Regions from separate parts of the Arabidopsis thaliana genome. Here region 1 is linked to region 2. The links are chromatin contacts, called in public capture Hi-C maps. All regions are on one chromosome and are shown on one strand. The core of a region is the stretch at or near the end of the contact, and the rest is flanking DNA. Distances in the headings are between cores, read along the strand shown. Region 1 holds the start of AT1G19840 (SAUR-like auxin-responsive protein family). Region 2 holds the start of CNGC8 (cyclic nucleotide gated channel 8).

Evidence for each region. Capture Hi-C pulls out chosen DNA fragments and counts their contacts.
Region 1: a contact with region 2 is called in a capture Hi-C map of root, with 3 times the contacts expected there. A contact is called at or near these places in 7 of 26 Hi-C or Micro-C datasets (leaf, root, seedling and 1 more) and 2 of 3 other capture datasets (root and shoot).

Annotation. Positions count from the first base shown.
Region 1 is chr1:6,872,082-6,874,781 of TAIR10.1, forward strand. AT1G19840 (SAUR-like auxin-responsive protein family) reads right to left here and starts at 1,277. Exons shown (of 1, transcript NM_001332414.1): 1 at 194-1,277. The coding sequence starts at 1,174. The coding sequence ends at 713.
Region 2 is chr1:6,835,205-6,837,904 of TAIR10.1, forward strand. CNGC8 (cyclic nucleotide gated channel 8) reads right to left here and starts at 1,429. Exons shown (of 6, transcript NM_101834.4): 1 at 1,328-1,429; 2 at 638-1,229; 3 at 343-555; 4 at 1-246. The coding sequence starts at 1,374.

The DNA of each region.
Region 1 (2,700 bases), core at 27-2,526, 37 kb after region 2:
ACCAAATAACCCTATTATGGACAAAGATTTGTACTTCTTTCTTTCATTTTTTGTCTTGGTAAATAAATATTTGTACTTTTTTTGTGTGTATTAAAAGATTTGTACTTTGAATCCCCTATTATATAATATATAAGTATTTAAATCCTATTAACTGTTGTAAGTTAATGGGAAATATTTGTACTTTTGTTACAAATATTTTGACTGTAATAAATTCAGCACATCAACTTCTTTAAGAAAACAGAGATTATGAAAAGTACTTAGCATAAATTTCGATTATAAAATTTACAGAGAAAAGTGACAATATTCGAATCTAAAGCACTGAATCAAAATCACTTTCTCTCTTCTTTTCCATGAACCCATTTCAGTACATTTGTCTTATTTACATTTACCATTTTGAAACTCGGATTCGAACCAGGGATGACTCGGTGGTACGTACGTACGACTCACCCACCTTTAACCGCCATCTCCTTCGATCGTCTGACTCGACTCAGTGAGTACCCAATATAATTAAATATATAAATCAAAAATTAAAAAGACCCGAACCCGATTAAAAAGTTAGTACCCACCCGACTCGGTGGTAAAACTCAGCCGAGTCAATGACGATTTATTCAAAAACTCGCCTTCTTCTGTACTTCCTTCCATGGCGATTAAACTCGTACCGAGTCAAACCGGGTCAGAATCATACGAACTGACAACAATCTGCACCGTCGGATCACCAGATAGCTTTCTCAGCGACGCCATGAAGCAACGGTCGAGATTCAATCATCAGATCTAGCTTGCTTTTGATTTTGATCCCTCCGTTACATTTCTGAAGATCATCAGGACAAGTAAACCGGCTAGACCGAGAAGAATCAGACCGGGATATAAACCGGATCGCTTCTTCGAAAACCGATTCTTCGCAAGGAATAACCAACGGTCCTTGGTTAGCAAAACCAAACTCTTCCTCAGCTTGAACCAGAAGATTGCTTATGATAGGATGGTTCAGGTACGACGCACGCACCACAAATCTCCTGCAACCGCTACCCACACAAACTGCCACGTGTCCAGATGGAACATCCGACGGTACACAACGGCTGACCGAAGATAACCGCGCTTTGTTACGCCATCGCCGGAGCATTTGTCTGAGTCTCACAATGTGACGGATCTTGCTGCATTTTACAAGACTTCCGGCCATTTTTTCCCACGTTTGAAGTCAAACTAACTCTGAAAAGTTCTGAAGTTATATTTTCTCGAGAAAGTGAGAGAAAATGTTTCAGGTGGAGGAGGGATTTGTGAGGTTTGGGAGAGACCAAGTTTATATAGTGAAGAGAAAATAACAATGCCACCAGATTTTATAGTTAATTACGAAATTGTCTTTCTCTGTCTTTCTATGAATTATTATTGATTGAATTTTTTTGATTATGGTATATTTATTTATCATGGTTCGTATTTAAAGTCTTGGTTTTTATAATTGCGTTAATGAACGCATTATGGAAAAGAAAAACTTGGACCTCAGGTTATAAGATTCGTATTTTGACGTTTGCATTCACTTTCTATTGACTACACACACCATGTTATAAATTTAAACAGTAAAACTGACAAGATATATTTGTTGACAGAACTAAAGCCATTTAAATTTGTTGACAAAACAAGATATTTAAATTTGGATTAGTCATTACTAAAAAAAATGCCAAGAGAAAACCAAATTTAAGTTCTTAACTTTATAACTTTTAGTAAGTTTCAAAGTTTGGCTTCAGTTAAAATAGTAACCACCACATGGGTGGCTATAATAAAGAGAAATGGAAATCAATTTTCTTTAGTAAGATTAACTTTTTATGATAAACAAAACATATAACCAAATTGTATAAGCTTCTCTCACCACTAGCAGTTAAATGTTAACCGAAGATGCTTTTGAATCCCGAACAACTTCATTTTATTTTCCATAAATATATGTTTCGACTTACCAAAACACTTATTTTTTTGTAGTTTTGGAAATGTGTCCATGCCACCATGTGCGACGATGCCCCATCTCCATTTTTTATCTGGCTTTTGAAAAAATATTCTCACAACAACAAGCAGCCAAAATAGAAATTTTATCAAAAATAAAGCAGCCAAAACATTATGTAAAAAGTTAATCATTAAACATCTTGAAAAAATTAATGTGAATGACATAAAACAGTGAATTCCATATGCAATTGTTACTCTTGGTCTAATATGATGTGCATCTCTCTCCAAATTCAGTCTAGTCAAGATTATACTTAATGACACAACTATATTTAGAGAAAAAGTTCTACACATATATGATTCATCTAGTTCGTGAAACCTAATAACTGTTGACTAATACACATATACACTCTGCTGTTACCGATTTACGTACAGGAATTACATATTTTGTGAATACATTAGTAAATATTTTGCAACGAAAATAAATGCTTGAAGGGTTTAACTATCTATATAATGGTAAATTTGTGGAAATCAATTATAGGCAAATTAGTAGTAAATATTTGTAGGTCTTATTAAAAAAAAAAAAAGAATTTGTTGGTGGGTCAATAAGTGCATGATATGGAGGGTAGGGTGCATCTCCCTCATGCGTTACGTACATACCCCACTTGTTGGATTTAAGGATCTTCCAACTTCTTTACATTTTTTCCATCCTACAATCAAATCTTCTTCGCTTCTCGCGCGGTATTTCATTATTTACTTAACAATTTCAATAATTGC
Region 2 (2,700 bases), core at 179-2,678:
ACCGGAAGACACAGCCTGGCTATAGATCCCGTAGTTGAATTTAGACTCATCGCTTTTAGCAGAACAATTGTTCTTAAAAAGATCAGGGACTGATTTGATCCAGTCGGTTTCGCGACTGCTCATTAATTTGCTGCCACAATAAAGAATCTGAACACAGACCTTGGGATCAGGCTGGACTTTACAAGCGGATCTCAAGCATGTATCGTTACGTTCCACTGACAACATGTACCAGAACGCTCCAGTTATCTATCAAAGTATAACAACATTTCTTAAAAACAGAACCAAAAAAAAAAACAATAGATATTTAACCTAGTGCTGATGGATGAATTTTGAAATGCTTACGTGACTTGCAAGCATATACCAGAGGAGGTAATAAGCAGCACCAGCCCAAGCACCTTCAGCGAAAGCTCCTGCTGTTTTCTTGAGCTCTGAAGTTAATGGAATAAACCTAACGAATCTTGGTATGTACTGTGTGATGACAATGTGTAATAGCGCCTGTTTTGTTGGTAATACATCTGTTCCTTTAGATCCGTGAAGAAACTTCCACACAGCAATCTGCATCAACACCACCAAGAATCATCTATTCAATTGAAAACAATGCACAAAACAAAAAAGATTGAAGCGTTTTATTAACTACCTGAGGTAAAGGAAGAACCGCGAGGAAATCGACAATGAAATAACGAGTCAAATACCGTTCAGCGATCTTTGCAGGGTCGATCACAAGCTCACCTCTTCCAAACACACGAGAAGAAGGAGCAATGTAAGCGGTACGGAACTGAAGAGCCATTCGTGTAAGATAAAAAACATCGATGATCGTTCTTAGAGTAGTAGTTGTCACAGCTAATTTAGAGTCAATCCCAATGCAGTTCTTTGAGTTATCGACAATAGGGAGATAGAAGAACAGAGGATCAACAGAGACAGCAAGAATGCAAGAGATAACAAACATTCTGTTCCATAATAAAAGTGTTTTGTCTTGAGGATCAAAGATTTTCTTCTCGGAGACTCTTAGATCTTCAGGGAAAACAGCTCTTGTTACACCTGATGTGAATGATTTTCCGATCGTTTTTAGACCCTCTGATCCGATTTTAACACCTTCTCGAAATGATTTTGATGTGTTCTTTGTCTTTCCTCCTCCACGACTAGTTACGTTAAACAATCCAAAACATGATCGCTTCTTCATTCCCGTAGCATTAGATGACATTGAAACCCTCGAATCTGTATCATCTAATCTGTATTTTAAGAACAATTAACATTCATAGATCTAAGAAAATCTGAATTAATTAACAACGTGAAAGAAAGATTGATCTCGTTGATTTTGTTCTTCTACCTTACGAATTTTTCTCTATGGCCACTTATATATTGAGATTTGTACATTTTCTTGGAGAATGGATCACATATTGATGAGAAAACAAAGTAGCTAAATTGTTGTCAGAATAAGAGAAAGAAAAAAGTTTATATAATGTAAGACTTTTCTTAAACACTAAATAAGGGACGAACATTTTCGTAAGGTCGTTGTTTTATATGTAAAGACCTTTTTTTTTGCTTTTTGGAAAAGGATTTGATAAATAATATGTCATATCAGTCATAATCGAATTGGGTATACAGATGTTGTGGCCTTGTGGGGGATGCATCAAAAACCTATGTTTTAAACTCTATGTGGTCTTTTATACATTGACCATTGACTTTTACTATGCTTCTTGACCCAATTGTATCCTTTTATTTCCAACATAATTTCCCACATTTTTCTCTAATAATTAAACAAGTAACTGTTTCTTTCCATTTTTCAAAATTTGCCAAACCGCCTTTAAAGATATAATTAATACCATTTTTCTTTAGTATTTTTTTTGTCCACCTACTTTTTACTAGTTACTAGGCAAAAATTGGTCTTTAAAAGAAAATTCTAAATAAATAAATAAAAAATCTTTTGAAACATTTCATAAACAAATGTGTATATGAAAATGATATCGAACAAGTTACAAAATTATGATTAGGTTAATCTATAATACTACATCCAATGATAGTCACATCATGCACGTTACATCCAAATAGCTAAAATGCTAAAAATTTTGTAGAGAAGTAGTTTAGTAGATTTAAGTACCCTAGCTAGAATACTTTCCATTTACATTCATCTACAAAAGTTAATACTTCACATGCACTATGTTGTCCTCATAATTTTGATGTTTCTTCTCCAGAACAATTAAACCTAACGTCCGCTATAAGTCGTCATGTCCATGTGATGTGAGAACGACAACAAAACTTCTTCAAGGATTAGTATTAGTCCGATTGTCTCATACACTGAAACTGATCAAGCTCATTCAAGAAACGCCGACAATTGAAAATTTCTCAAATTTAAAAATTTGTTTATTTTAATGAAAGAATAGAACGATACGATTGGATTTACATAAATTGATACAAGCGTTGAAGGTCTTTTTGTGATGAAATTTGGGAGTAACCTACTCTCTTGTTAAGAAAAATATCGGTAACAAATATTTTTTTTAATATTACATAAATGTAAACATAACAAATTATTCGTAAACTATGATGATGGTTTCCACTGTTTTACTGCGGAAATTGGATTGGGTAACAGAAAGTTTTTCTCTTATATATAAATAGATTTGAAATTGTTTGCTCAATGGAACACGAAACCTAGTAAAGTTCCTGTTTAGATCCGGCAAGCAAACGGATAAACTGGGAAAAAGT